Regions from separate parts of the Mus musculus genome. Here region 2 is linked to region 1. The links are chromatin contacts, called in public HiChIP or PLAC-seq maps. All regions are on one chromosome and are shown on one strand. Each heading gives the region's core, a stretch centred on a gene start, on an enhancer-like site or on the middle of the called end of the contact. The rest is flanking DNA. Distances are from core to core; before and after follow the strand shown. Region 1 has its middle 22 kb from the start of Tpm1. Region 2 overlaps Gm19299 (predicted gene, 19299).

The links. HiChIP or PLAC-seq counts read pairs in DNA pulled down with a chosen protein or histone mark.
Region 2: an H3K27ac HiChIP or PLAC-seq map of trophoblast stem cells shows a contact between it and region 1, with 13 read pairs. The contact joins two enhancer-like sites. A contact is called at or near these places in 7 of 484 Hi-C or Micro-C datasets (the CH12 cell line, the G1E-ER4 cell line, group 2 innate lymphoid cells and 4 more) and 4 of 115 datasets of contacts at active chromatin or transcription factors (a colorectal cancer cell line, embryonic stem cells, extraembryonic endoderm stem cells and 1 more).

Annotation. Positions count from the first base shown.
Region 1 is chr9:67,067,435-67,075,144 of GRCm38.p6, forward strand. No RefSeq gene overlaps it. Among named protein-coding and RNA genes, the nearest start is that of Tpm1, 22 kb to the left of the region's middle. Within about 2 kb of position 3,832, at least 36 of the 459 cell types and tissues checked have an H3K27ac peak or open chromatin away from gene starts, as enhancers often do. A contact at or near this core is called in trophoblast stem cells, where this site is marked.
Region 2 is chr9:67,152,771-67,160,480 of GRCm38.p6, forward strand. Gm19299 (predicted gene, 19299) reads left to right here. Exons shown (of 3, transcript NR_045748.1): 2 at 4,256-4,410. It overlaps Gm40529 (a long non-coding RNA gene), which reads right to left. Exons shown (of 3, transcript XR_870878.2): 3 at 3,615-3,935. Among named protein-coding and RNA genes, the nearest start is that of Gm40529, 22 kb to the right of the region's middle. Within about 2 kb of position 4,296, at least 19 of the 459 cell types and tissues checked have an H3K27ac peak or open chromatin away from gene starts, as enhancers often do. A contact at or near this core is called in trophoblast stem cells, where this site is marked.

The DNA of each region.
Region 1 (7,710 bases), core at 2,582-5,081:
GTCAAGGCAGGTGGAGACAGCAGCTGGAGTCACATCCTTTATGAGAGCTGGGAAGATCCAGTAAGCTTCTAAAAGAAGGGACAATAAAACCTGTGCAGACCTTTAAAAGAATCAGATGGTCAGATGTTCCACTGATGTAGGGTCAAATTTCACATACTGTGTGTGTGTGTGTGTGTGTGTGTGTGTCCGTGTCCATCCACATGGACTATGGTCTTTGCAGGTCAGGAAGAGTAGGGAATGAGCCAGCCAGTTGGTGGCAGTTAAGCAAGGGCATCTTTGCCGCCAGGTTGTATTTTCATCTCCAGAGGCAAGGCTTGTTAGAGACTAGCATCCCTTCATTGGTCCTCACTTTCCTCATCTATCAAATAGGAAGTCAGAAGATCTACCACCCAAGATTGCTCAAAGAATCTGGACAGAGGTGCCAATGCTCCTGAGACGTTACTTCTATTGCTATTTTATATTAACATTCAACTTTTTTTTGAGGCAGGTAGCCCAGGCTAGCCACCAACTATGTAACTGAGGATGGTCTTGAACTCTGATTCTTCTGTCTCCACCCTCTGAGTGCTGAGATTACAGACCTGTGCCACCACACTGGTTTATAGACTTTTGGCAGTTTGGGAAAGCACTCTACCAAATGAGTTACACCCCTTAGTGTCATTAAACTTAAGTCTCTGTGATGATTTGTATATGTTGAGCCCAGGGAGTAGCACTATTAGAAGTTGTGGCCCTATGGGATTAGTTGTGGCCGTGTTGGAGTGGGTGTGTCACTGTGAGTGTGGGCTATAAGACCTTTATCCTAGCTGCCTGGAAGCCAGTATTCTGCTAGCAGCCTTCAGAAGAAGATGTAGAACTCTCAGCTCCTCCTGCACCATGCCTGTCTGGACGTTGCCATATTCCCACCTTGGTGATAATGGACTGAGCCTCTGAACCTGTAAACCAGCCTCAATTAAATGTTATCCTTGTAACAGTTGCCTTGGTTGTAGTGTCTGTTCACAGCAGTAAAACCCTAAGTCAGTCTCCTTGTGAGTGAATTCCTTCTCATCCAGAAAAATGATGTCCTAGGAGTATGACCATCTCATCTACTTATTATATTTTTATTATATTCTCTAGAAATTAGTTTAACAGTGATTTAATAAATTCATTTTTATGTCTATGTATGAGTATGTCTTTGTGTGTGTGTGCAAGAGCTCTCTCCTTCCTCTTCCTTTCTGTGTGCATGTAGAGGCCAGAGGTCAGCTTCAGGTGGCTCCTTCAGCCTCTCTCTACCTTGTTTCTCTCAAGAAACAAGCACTTGTCAATTCAGCTAGGCTGTCTGTCTAGCCAGTCCCAGGATCTACCTGTCTACAACTGCCCAGTGCTGAAATTACCATGTGTCACCAGGTCATCTTGCCACAAGGGTATTGGGTATCGAACTCAGATCCTCAGGATTGTGTGACAGCACTTTACTGACTAAGCTCTCTCCAGTGCCCCCACCCCCACTCCAGCTTCTTTCAATCTCTCTCAATGCCTAACAAACACACAACACACAGTTTTAACAAACTAATTCTAGTACAGTACTAGAATTTTTTTTCTCAGCAGGAGCTAGGAATACAAAAGAATTTTCAAGCTTCATCTGAAATTGTCCACGTGGTTCCTCAATGAACCAAAAACAGCAAGGCCAATGCCACACCAGCCTTTGACTCCTGCACATGAAGTTTCCTGGTGTGCAAGGCTCCAGGAGTGCTGGATACGATGAGTTCTATTACATTAGACTTTCTGCTCTATAAGACAGACACTTTAGAATCCAGACCTTGAACTGTGCAGTGATAACCCCAAGGATCCTTTTATTGAAAAATGAGGGCCTCATTTCTGGGCACTCCTGCAAGCTCATCATCAGAACAACAGTGTAGTCTGCACAGTTAGGGAAGCCTTGTTTCCTGTCATGTTGTTTCCCGTTCCATAATACTTTCCAAGAGAGTATCTAGCTCTTGCAGAAGGCCAAGGTATGTGTGGGAAGTGGGCCCTTATCCTGGCTCTTCTCTACTTTGTAATCATTTAATTATCCCCAGAGCCTCTCTGTTGAAACTATCTTCGTTCAATGCTGAAACAGAGCCTCATACATGGCAGCTTAATAAATATTTAGTGGGTACATAATGGAGTGAGCAATGTACTTTCAAGAAGTGTTTTAGGCTGTCTAATCCTCTGTCGGGTTAGTATTGTATTAATACAATATAAGTTAATTACTTGTATTAATAACTAATACAAGTCAGTATTGTTAATATTGCCTTACAGAGAATCAGCACCTACCTGGAGTATTCTTTTTTTTTTTTTTAGTTTTTCTTCTTTCATTTGTTTATTTACTTATTTTGGAGACAGGGTCTCACTGGGTAGCTCTGGGTAGTCTAGAACTCACTCTGTAGACCAGGCTGACTTCACACTCAATGATTCACCTGCCTCTGCCTCCTGAGTGCTGGGATTAAAGGTGTTGCTGCCATTCCAACCCCAACTCAACTCAGCGCACTCCTAAAGCAGTACAGTCACGTGCCCTCTGCAAAGCCTGTCTCAAGGTCACACAACCCCCCTCTGACATCTTCACTTTGAGCATTGCTATCTGTCACATGATCATGCCAGGGCATCAGCTCATAGGCTGTTGTCCGGACTCATTGGCTATGAGTCAGCTATCTGGAAGGGAGGCCTGGGGCGCCTGAGCCAATCTTCTCATACATTTTACAGACCAGAGTTATTGGGAAGCCCCAAGGCTCTTTCAGAGAAATTCCTTATTGTTTATTCTTTGATAAAGATCCCGTGTAGCCCAGGATAGCCTTATTGTTTATTCTTTGATAAAGATTCCATGTAGCCCAGGATAGACTCAATTCACTATGTAGCTGAGGACGACCTCAAACTTCTGACCCTTCTACCCCCACCTCCCCAGTACTGAGATTACAAGCCTGTGTCCCCACATCAGTGCTGGGGGTTGAACTCAAAGATTCCTGCATCCTACGTGAGTACTCCACCAACAGAACTATATCCGCAACCCAATTCCTAACGTTTTGCTAAGTGAAACCACCTATTGGTGTGGCTTCATCCATCGAAATGAATCAAGTTCTAGAACTACCCACAGACACACAGCATGGTGTGGTTGTAGGCATTTGTTAAAGGCAACACGTGGTCCCAGAACAGGTGCCCTAAGCATGTAGCTACTTCCTGTCATCTCAATGGACAAAGGTGGAAGCTGTAAGGACATTTTCATGTTACATCTTTTACTTTTTAAGTTTGTCTCATGGGTGAATATTATAAATATTATTACTAAGGTGATCTAAAAAATTAATTATATTTATGTGTATGCGTGTACGTGTACATGTGTGTGTGTGTGTGTGTGTATACACTTGTATGTGCATGTAAGCGCCTGTGGAGGTCAGAGGATAACTTTCAGGAGTCAGTTAGAGACCACCAGGCTTGGCAGCAAGCATTTTTTATTATCTTGTTGACTCTAATCTGGAGTTTTATTAGCTGAGTGAAAATTCAGATTTAAAAAAATGACTGTATTATGAATTGATGAAATCGACAAATAATTACCATTATTTGAGACAGAGTCTCTCTATGAAGCTCTGGCTGGCCTCTAACTCATAGGGGTCCTTCTGCCTCTGCCTTCCAAATACTAGGATCAAAACCATGCACCACTAAGCCCAGCTAACAAATGATTTTGAAATCAAGAAACAGTTGTAACAGAAGAAATGTCAGTCAGAAGCGTCCATTCACTAGGACAGAGGTGCATTCTGAAGATAAAGAACAGGGTCAGACTGCCAGTGACGTCATTGATGGGAGCAACTCTCAGAGGCGAGGCTTCCTCTTGAACGCACACACAGGGCCTGTGGTGCATAGATGGCTCCTAGCAGCTTAGTCAGGCAGGGAGGGGACCCAGTGAGCTGTAGCTGTTCCTGCAAGCTCAAGACCACCCAACGCCTCCAGGGCCCCATAGCACCCAGCCCCACCCCCACCCAGGTAGGAGCTCCTAGGCCTGAGCAAATAGAATGAAACCCAGAAAGACCTTGTGTGTGTTTATTTAGAATTAACGTCTGTTCTTCCACCCACCTCCCCACCCTTCTGTCCCTCTTCTGTTTCAGAAAAACCTTTGTCTTTGGATTAGCCCAGCTGAAGTTATTTTTCTTACCATCTGTATGGAGAATTTCCCCCTCACTTTTTCAACAAGAAAATAGCTCTTGGGCCAAAGGAACCGTGAAAATGTTTAGTCTCCAGAAAGGCATGCAGACTCTCCAGGCAGCGGCAGCCAGCCCCGTGGCTCAACTTTACATTCTCTCTCGCTTTTCCTGGTCACACCAGCATTCGGTGTGTGACCTTGTAATTTGTGACAAATGTTCTTTGGCATGCTGGAGACACTTACTGGGGGTGGAGGGGTGGGGATGCTGCAGAGGATGCCATGTGCCTACCCGTTGGGTGAGGTGGAGCCAGGGAGCTGAGCTTGGAGCCTGGGGCCTGAAGCTTGGCTCGATTTTCTGGCTGGCTGACAGAGGTAAGCCATTTGCTCTCTGTTTTCCTTTGCCTCAGTTTCCCTAGTTGTAAAAAGAGTGTCCTGAACCTGATGATCTCCTTATTCAGTCACATTTTTTAAAAAAAGATTTTATTTATATGAGTACACTGTAGCTGTCTTCAGACACACCAGAAGAGGGCATCAGATCTTATTACAGATGGTTGTGAGCCACCACATGGTTGCTGGGAATTGAACTCAGGACCTTTAGGAAGAGCAGTCAGTGCTCTTACCTGATGAGCCATCTCTTCAGCCCAGCCCCAGTCACATTTTTTAATCTGTTTATTTTAGGTTTTTATCTGTTTATTTTAGGTGCATGTATGTAGTGTGTGTGTGTCAGAGGACAACTTGCAGGACTTAGTTCTCTCTTACCACATGGCATTCAGGGATCTTACTCAGATGTTCGGGTTTGTTAGCAAGAGATATCTGTTCAGCCATCTGGCTGGCTACTTCTTTCTAGTTTAATGATTTACATGTAACCCTGAAGTGTACAGGGTGAGTTTATTGCTTAATCTCTCTCTCTTCTTAGTTTTTCAAGACAGGGTGTCTCTGTGTGGCCCTGGAGAAACCTTGTCTCGAAAAACTAGAAAAACAAAAACAAAAAACAAAACAACAAACCCAGCTGGCCTCACAGAGGTCCCCCTGTCTCTGTCTCCTGAGTGCTGGGATTAAAGCAGTGGTTCTCAACCTTCCTAATGCTGCGACCCTTTAATACAGATCCTCGTGCTGTGGTGATTCCCCAACCATAAAATTATTTCATTTCTACTCCATAAAAACAGTTATGAGTTGTAATGTAAATATCTGACATGCATCCCCTGTGAAAAGGTCATTTGACCTCCAAAGGGGTTGAGACCCACAGGCTGAGAACCTCTGGATTAAAAGCCTCCACGACCGCCATCGGGTAGCTAACTTCTCTTGCTGCTATGACAAAGAACCTAACGAAAATAACTTAAGGAAAGAATGCTTTATTTTGTCTTCCAGGTTGGGGATGTACCCTCCCCACGGCTAGGGCGGCATGGAAGCAGGAGAGTGAGGTGGCTGAACCAAAATCAGTCTGTGGTGGGGAAGAGGGAGATGGAGGATGAATAATTTCTCTTTTATGTACCTAGGGGTTTCAGCCCAATGGGATTCGGCACCCACAGTTAGGGTATGTCTCCCCAGCTCATTAAACCCGGTCAAGAAACTCTCTCAGAGGTCTGTCTCCTAGGTGAGTCTAGATGTGGCGAGTTGTTGATCATTATTAGCATCACACTCATAATAGAGGACATGAAATGAGTTAGGAAGGCCGTCTGTGTTCTTGGGGTCCGTTAAGAGACGGGGTTGGTTTTTGTGGGTGCCAGGATTTAAGTCTGCGTCATGTGCACGCCGTTAACACTCTTTACCATGGAGCTCCAGCTCCAGCCAAGGCTTGGGTTTTGAACAACATTCATATTAGTGAACTCACACAGCCAAAGCCAACCGGGTAGCATGAGATACGTGGTGGGAAGTTAGCAATGATGACCTAAGAAGTTTGACAGTGATCTGACTCAGGAGGACAGTGACTGAGGCTATCAGTCAAGGTAGACCAGCAGGCAAGGGGAAGAGTTAGACACTAGGTGTACTGGCTAGTTGCGTGTGTCAGCTTGCTAGAATCATCAGAGAGGACAGAGCCTCCATTGAGGAAATGCCTCTGTGAGATCCAGTTGTAAGGCATTTTTTTTTTTTTCAATTAGTGATCAGTGGGGAGGGCCCAGCCTATTGTGGGTGGCGCCATCCCTGGACTAATGGTCCTGGGTTCCATAAGAAGGTAGGCCAAGCACACCATATGAAGCAAGCCAGAAAGCAGCACTCCTCCATGGCCTCTGCATCAGCTCCTGCCTCCAGATTCCAGCCCTGCTTGAGTTCCTCTCCTGACTTCCTCCAATGATGGATTATGATCTGGAAGTGTAAGATGAGTAACCCTTTCCTCCTCAACTTGTGTTTTTGTCACAGTGTCTGTCAGCAATAGAAACCCTGACTAAGACACTAGGGGATAGTCCAAAGGCCAAGGTCAAAAAATAAGAAACGGCGAGAGACTGAGCAATACAAACAGCAGCAGCGAAAATAGCCCCTTAGTTCCCATCCTGCCCCAGCCAAGGGAGCCTTTTATGACTTCCTGACGAGTGAGGTGCTCAAGATGAGTCTCCCCAACGTCCTACTGTATGCTGGCCCAGGAAGGATCCTAGAGGGGTAAGTGAGGATGACTGAAGTACTGAATCTATCTTATCCTTAGGTTAGAAGGCTGTAAGCACAGTCCTGTAGACTCATGGCTTAAACACATCCAAAGTCTGTAGGAGATTGGTTCTAATGCTTTGTCTTAATTCAGTTACCCGAATCACGCAGGAATCAATGTGTCCAGACTGAGGGTCCTTGTCCCCAATTTGTTCTTGATTGACCAATAAAGAGCCAGCGACTAATGGCTGGGCAGAGGGCAGAGGTGGGACTTTTAGGATTACTGGGCAAGAAACAGAGGGGAGAAAGAATGGATTCCGCCATGAGACCAGTGTTGGAAGGATCATGCAGAGAAGGAGAGATTCGCCATGATAGGGAAGCAGAGAGATCAGCCCACTGACAAGAGGGCTGTAAGAGTAGGGGAAGCGACCCCAGGAGCCACCCCCAATTGTATCTGGGGTAGCAGAGATGAAATATAGATTTACCAATATTAACTCAGGAATAACAGGGGTGGGGGGGAGCTCTGCTAGCTGCAGGGAGGTTTGGAAGTGCTCAGCCATTGAACAAGTTAGGCATATTAAAATATAAAGGTGATTCATGTGTGTGTGTGTGTGTGTGTGTGTGTGTGTGTGTGTGTGTTTCATTCGTGAATCCAGAGCTCTTGGACAGATGCAGAGCCATGCAACGCGTGCACACATGACCCGTCAAGAGCTCAGAGCTAATTGTGCTACAGAAGTCATTTCTGGAAGCTGCAAGTCTGAGATCAGGGTGCCTTCAGGCCGGCTGCAGACTATTGACTTTTGGTTGTGTCTTTTCATGGCAGAAACAATTGGGTATGATGGGCTCTGCTATTAATTCCAGAATTCAAGAGACTGAGGGAAGACGATTGCAGAAAATTTGAGACTAGCCTGAGTTACATAGTTCATTCTAGGTTAGCCTGAGTCATAGTACATGTGATCCTGTTTCAAAAAAGAAAAAGAAAAAAAATGTGATTA
Region 2 (7,710 bases), core at 3,046-5,545, 86 kb after region 1:
CAAATACTTCATTTTCCTAACTCCCCCTCAGGGAAACTGCTTGGTCAACACTTCTTACAAAGCTTGCAGGAGCTCAGAGACCTTCTCTTATCTGCCTGACATGACCTTCCCAAGGATACAGGAAATCCTTGTGGGTTGAGGGTCTATGGGAGGTGGGCTACATCTTCCCAGGCCAGAGCTGCCAAGAAATCCTCTAATCTTGCAGGGTTGGGGGCACCTCATAAAATTGCTTCTCCACCCACACAAAAATACCACAAGTTTTGCAATCAAAGCCATGCTCCCAATTTCCCTTTCTTGTTCTAGAGCGCATGCCCAGGGTCTCTGGACTGGACCTATTATTTCACTAGCCTTCCTGGGGCAGCTCCCTGAGGCCATCAGCCGTAAGGACACTAGAACTCTGTGGAAAGTTCTGGGACCATCTGCAGTGAAGCTGCTACTCTGAGAAGGTGAAAGGGTGAAAGGGAAGGACAACCCTATGTTTGTCCATGCCCACTGCTTGGTTCCAGGATTGTGCGTGCCCCAGGGGCTTCCGTGCTGAACCAGGTGCAGGGTGTTGTCTGTGTAATAAAGTATTCAAGTGCTGCCCCACTGCCCTGTCCAAGCAGCAGACAGAACCCTTCCTAAAGGGCAGCGGTAGGAGCAGTTTTGATGGTGCACATGAGGTCCTGGAGCCTGCTTCCCTGATACTGCTAGGTTGGTGCAGGGTGGGGAAAGTCCAAAACCAATGAAAAAAGCTCGTCACTGCTTCAACAAAGGCAGAGACATGGCTAAGGCTGTGCCTGTACCCTGACCCCACTACAATGAACACGTGGTCCTTTTGGAAAGCTCCTGAACTGGGCCCTGGAAGCTCTCAGGTCCATGGGGTAGGAATATGTGGTGTACAGTAACTACAGCAGAGAGGAGACAGACCCACCTTCTTCCCCTAATGGGACAACCTATGCGGTTTGCCTTCCATCTCCTCTGGGAAGGTCTCCTTGCTGTCTCCAGCCTGGACAGAGCTACTCTGGAACTTACAAATGATTAATAGTCCAGATCACAAATATTGCTGTGGTTAGGAGGAGTGTGCCAGGCCCAAATCTCTTTTCTACAAGTTGCTGGGTGTGTGGTTTTTCACAAGTCATTGGACTTTTGGGCTCTTTTCTCCTCTTCTCTTTCCATGTGTGTCTGCGTGCAGCCTCCATAAAGGTCAGAGGTCAACTTGGGGTCATTCCTCAAAAGCTCTTCATCTTGTTTGTTTGTTTGTTTGTTTTTTGAGACAGGGTCTTTCACTGGCCTGAGGATCCCCGATTTAGTAAGGCTAGTTGGCCAGCAGCAAGCCACGGGGATCCTCCTGTCTCTGCCCCCTGGTGCCAGGATTACAGGTGTGCTCTACCTTGCCTGGCTTTTTAAATGGACTCTGGGATCAAACTCATGCTCGCTTAGCAAGTGCTTTGCCAACTAAGCCACGCCCCACCCCATATCTCATTCACTGTGTAGAGCTGTGGGGAAGACATGATTTAATATACACAAGACTCGGCAATGTCTGCCACAGACAAGCCCTCAGTAAAGGCTGCTCTGAGACACGCCTCTCTCCAGCTGCAAAGCATAAGATGCTATTTTATTAAAACTCTTTGTACAATTTATTTTGATCATATTCTTTCTCTTCCCCCAGTCCCTCCCAGATCCTCTCCACCTCCACACCCGCCTGACTAAATGTTCTTTCTCTCTCAAAAAAAAAGGGAAAAAGAAAATCAGGAAGAGCAATAACAAAGCAAAAAATAAAATCAAAACAAACTAAAAAAAAAAAAAAAAAGAAAAAAAGAAAGAAAGAAAGAAAAGAAAATCAGACCAAAGAAAAGCGAACACAAAACAAAACACACACACACACACAAAGATGGGGTTCATTTTGTGTTGGTCTACTACTCTCGGGCATGGGGACTGTGCTGGAGTGTGGTGTGGTTGATCGGCCCAGTGACACTTCTAGCTTTGCAGGAAACTGATCATTCTTCTCCCCATCAGGTGTCAACTGCGAATAGCTTCTTGGTTAGGGGCGGGACTAAGTCCACTCGGGTCCTGAGACCCGACCATCACCACCATCACCACCAGGCCTAATGCTTTCACGCTGCTGTCCTCCTCTGCTCAGAGCCACAATTTTTCTCTCTCCAAACAGATAAATTTTAATTACAAAAAAAAAAAAGAAAAGAAAAAAAGTGGGGGGTGGGGGCGGGGAGGGAGGGAGGGAGGGAGGGAGAGAGAGAGAGAGAGAGAGAGAGAGAGAGAATGAATGAATGAGAATGCATATGAATATAAGGTTGTGCACAGGTAGGGAGATAAGGAGAATCTGAGAGGAATTAAGGGAGGGGGAAAGATCTAACCAAAATATCTCACCTGAAATTTTTAAATTAATCTTTTAAAAATGCCTGGTTCACGCTAAGAAATACTTCTTCGCCTGGGCAGGAACTGAAGAATGTGGAGACACAGAATTCATCGTGGCAGAGAGTTTATACATTCAAGGGGTGTTTTGTTTTGACAACAGGACTTGTGTAGTCCTGGTTGTCTTAGAGCTCTCTGTAAACCAGGCTGGCCTGGAACTCAGAGAGCCAACTGCCTTTAGTTTCCAAGTGCTGGGATTAAAGTCATGCCCCTCCCCCAAGGCTCCTTCAAGGTTTTTTTTTTTTTATTCCAATAGGTTGAACCTGACAAAAAGCTATTGAATATCCTGGCAATCTCAGATAGAAAGATATTTGCTATTATTGAGAAAAATATACTAAGAATTTAGGGATAGACCAAAAAGAGTACAGGAAATCTTTTCAACGTCACACAGGGCTTTGCTGAATAGGACCTCTCAGAAGGTGTGTGTGTGTGTGTGTGTGTGTATGTATGTATGTATGTTTGATATGTGTGAGAGGGAAGGGTTTTCACATGCTGTATAGTTCATGTGGAAGTCAGAGGACGTTTTGCATTGATTCTTCCCTCTCCACCTAATTTAGGTGGGGTCTCCTCATTGTGTAAGCCCGGCTCACCAGCAAATATCTGGAGGTCTTCCTGTCGCTGCCTCCCCTCTCTGAATAGAGGAGTGCTGGGACTGACTGCAGACACTTGGAAGATTAGGTCCTGCTTTCGTGTGGGTCTGGGTTCTGAACTCTGGTTGACAGGCACTTTGTCCCACTATGGTCTCCGTAGCACCTCAAGAAGGGTCTTCATTAATCCCAGCACTTGGGAGGCAGAGGCAGGTGAATTTCTGAGTTCGAGGCCAGCCTGGTCTACAGAGTGAGTTCCAGGACAGCCAGGGCTATCCAGAGAAACCCTGTCTCGAAAAAAAAGTCTTCAGTGCTCTCCAGGAAACATCTCCACATCACTTGTCTCATTACTTTTCTGTTAAACCCCTCCCCTCCACAGTAGGAAGTTGCATGTTAATTTGCTGGTTTTTAGCCAGATTAAAGGACTATCTAAAGATTATATATGGTTTAATGACCCTAAAGGAACGTAACTATGTTTAGAACCACCCTCCCAACCTTGTCTTTTTTTTTTTCTTTTAAATGCAAACAGTTTCTCCAAAGGACTTGGAATCATCATTAGGTCATCTGAATGGTTTCTTCATTAATGAGTTAAAAGCCTATGCATATATTCTATGTTGGTATTACAGTACTGATTTTTTGTTTGTTTGTTTGGCTTAAGGTTTTTGTTTTCAAGGCTGGGTTTCTCTGCGTATCCTTGGCTATCCTGGAACTCAATCTGTACACCAAGCTGGCCACAAATTGACAGAGATGCCCCTGCCTCTGCCTCCTGAGTGCTGGGATTAAAGGAGTGCACTACCACCGCCTGGCTGACAGTCCTGTTTTTAACTTTTGTAAATTATATGTTGACATTCTGAAGAAGACGCTCCAGAGTACAGCTGCTAGCCTGAAGCAGATGTTTCTCCACCAGACCTTGGTCTCAGCTTTCCATGGGAGACTCTGGGGAAAGAGAAGAAATACCAGTAGGGTGGGTGTTGGGAGGCAGGGAGGAGCCAGATGGTTAAGAACCTGAAATCTACCCGTGCAAGTCCCCCAGGGCTTCAGCTGTCTGCTGGAGCCACCTGTGTGCACTAGGACAGGGGCCTGTTTAGTGCTTACTTAAAGAAACAGAAACCTGACAAGATCCTGTCTACTGTGTTGTGCTTCCTTCCTGTTTTAACATTCTCTTTGCTAAGCTGAGAGCAGCTTTTCTGATCCTACTGTATCCTTAGATCCTCCCAATGACCTAAGCATTGTCCTCCACATCTCTCCTTGCACAGAAGCAAATGTCTGGGACAGCCCTACTGAACAGTGCCCTCTAGTGAGCCTTTGGGTCCCCACCTGGCATCTGTGGAGGGAATGACTGGATGACCACAGAGAGAAGATAGAGCCCATGCTCCTCCTCAGAGGACTGCCAAGCTCCTACTGTGTGCAGGTATTGTCAGCCACGGCAAGGATGGGTAGCAGTGTGATCCTCTGGCCCTCCATTTTGCTTTTATCATCAGATCTCACTACATAATATTGTTAGATTGTAGTGGGAATTTGAGGTTCTTTTAAAAACACAGAAATACTACACCAATGTGCTTTCATTTTAATCCCAGGTGTGGGATATGGGGCTGCTTCAGACTGTCCACAGCAGCTGACTATGATTTGCCTCGGGCTCTAGCAGAGGCATGGTTTTGCCATCTGCAGATAGTTTCTACAATTATGTGACATTTGGAATTCTGGGAACTTTCCAGAGGCTATATAAATGCTAGGGCCCTGAGAGGTGGGGTTGGTGGTAGTTTAGGAGAGTTAGTTGTGGCTTGTCAGTAGTTGTGCTCAAAGAATAAACAAAAGGAAAGAAATTAGATTCAGGTTCTTTCTCTCTCTCTCTCTCTCTCTCTCTCTCTCTCTCTCTCTCTCTCTCTCTCTCTCTCTCTCTCTCTCCCCCTCTCTCTCTCTCTCTCATCTAGTGGGAGGGGGTAAGAAAAGAATCCACAAAGTAGCAAAAGGTAGATATACTAGTCTGTGTTTTTCTACTGAATGTATACAGAAATAAAAAGCTGAATAACAACAACAACAAAAGCCATGGTTGGGCCTGAGTGACGTCAGTGTGGGCAGTGTTGAGTGTTTCCTCAGAGCACACTCGTGGGTGTGAGCCAGCTCCCACCTTTGTAATTAGGCTTGGCTTAGCAGCTGTAGAGCAAGTACCAAGGACAAGAATTCAGTCACCTTGACTGTGGGCAATCACGTCGCCTTTCTGGGTCTTACTCTTCCGTGACGTAAGAAAGCGCCATACAATTGTCCTGAGGGTTAAGATAATTAAGCCTTCTAAAGCCCTTTAAATTGTACCTTTTGCATATTAGGCATTGAGTTGGGGGTTTGCTAAGGGAAAGGATGTTAAAAGGTGAAGTCATATCCAATTAATAATCTGACTACCAAATGAAGTAGTCAGATTAATTAATAATATGATAATTAATAATACAACTACCAAATGAAGCAGGTTCCCCCTAATCTGTAATTTTACTGGTTTGTGGTTAACTGGGATTGAATAAGTAGAACATTCAAGAACTAAATCAATACATAGTTTGAAGCAATCTTGCTCCATCCTGCTCTATCCTACCTGGGATGTGATGTATCCTTTTGTCTAATGTATCCGTGATGTACATGCCTCCTGCCTATTAGTCATTTAACAGGGAAAGCCTGGTAGGGAGTATTAATGTACACACTGACATCTACTACTTGGTCTTAGTATTATTACCACCTCATAAGGGAATTGGAGGCTTTTACAGGACCCCGGATCCCACAGCTCCAGGGCACTGTGGTACTGTCAAGCTCAGAATTTAGAGAACACCTGGGTGTTTAATGTCATGCTGGGCGTGGGAACCCAAGGGAAAAGGCAGGTGAGCAACCTGTGGGCTGGAGGGTCAAAGCTCCAGGGCTGGCCAGAGCCCAGGACTCAGCAGTAAGGAATCTTTTGTGCTGTGGTTCAAAGGTAGAGTAAGGGGTAGGAGGAAGTGGGAAGGTGAAGGTGGTTTTTATAGCTGTCAATCAATGAGTTAGCCAGCCTACAACCCTCAGGCTTGAGACACCTGGCAATGAAAGGTGATGGGGGAGGTGTGTTGTAGCAAATATTAATATTAATATTGAGGGTTTCTATCCTACCTTAGATTATTTAGTTCCCAAATAAAAGACACAAAAACCTTTATATTTATAATAAGCCTTAAAACACTAGAGCTGGGCAGATATTAGTCCTCTATGCTATTTTGTCTACTCCCCTGTCAATAGCCACAAGATATCACTTGCCACGTTCTACCTGAGCCATTCCTACTCCAATTCCATTCCTCATGGCCATGTAGTCACAGTCCATCTACCTGCCTACCTCTCTTCTGTCAGGCTACATGCTGTAGGCATCTTTATTAACCAATCACAGAAAAGTTGGGGGACAAGATTTTTACCACAAAAGCTGGTATATATATGTGAGGATCTGCTCATCTTGGAACAATGTGGGAAACAGAATTTAGCATTCGAATACAAGCAGCATCAGACCAACCCACCACGGGGGTGGGAGGAGCAGCCTCCTGTGTAAATGGTCTAGGAGGCACCCCCAGTGGAGACAGTGGCCCTGGGGAAAGAGGAAAGAGGGTATGGAGAGTGTGAGGGGTTCGGGAACAGAGCAGATGAGATGAAGGTACAGTGGGGGCTTTGCTTGGAAAAGAAGGCTAGTGACAGGAAAAGGAAGATGAACGAATGTACGAACACATCTGGAAGCAGGGAGGGTGTGTGTCTGAGCTTGTCCTTACAATAAAAACAGCTGAGATAATTCTTGGGGGTGGAGGGAGGGATTGTGTACCGGCAGTCAGGGTTGGTGTGGTCAGAGCCTCCTCCTATGTTCCTATGCCTTTGTGTGAGCTGCTCCCACTGCCACCCTTCCTGTGGGCTCCAGGTGGCGCAGGGTGGGATGACAAACCTTAAAGTACATGTCTTATCTTGCCTTGAACTGGCACCAGGGGCCAACATCAATCATCTCTGAGCTAGGTCTCTTGATAGTGCTCCCAACGGCTTTGGTAAAGCCATGGCTGGATCTCTGGAGAATCCTTGATGCAACTGAAAGAACCTAGTGGGGAAACCCCCACTCAACTCCCGATTCGGCGTACACCCAAGAATCACGAATAGAACACAACACCTTGATGTAACAACACTAGGTATTTTAATGGTGGAGCTCTGGGTCTAAACGTATCTCACACAGGAGACAGTGGATTCGACCACGAGGCTTGGAAGCTAGGGGTTTTTATAGAAAAGGAGTGGGGCTGGGGGAGGAATTGGCACGGTTTCACATGATTGGTCCATTTAAATATCAGCAGCCTGTAACATTTAACTTAGGTCAGAGGGGTAGGAGATAGGGAGGCGATGGGCCTGCCCGGGCATGTCCTGGTCTGTTCTGCTATGTTCTCAGCTCCAGGTTTCAAAGCTCACAAACAACTCTTTGGGCTATTTGACATACATTACATGAATCACAGGTCTCAAGTTTTATTTCCTTTCACAACCTTGAGGGTAAGTTTTGTAGTTGTGACTCCTTGTGAGACAGCAAGGGTCCACTAAAAAAATAAAATAAAATAAATAAAAAATTTTAAAAAACCCACTAAAACCAAAAAAACCCCCAACCTATTAACAGGAAAGCTGTGAAATGCATCCTTAGATTACAGCTCCTCTCCTCTGTAGGGTTCCAGTGTGGTTTCTCTTGCAGCTACCC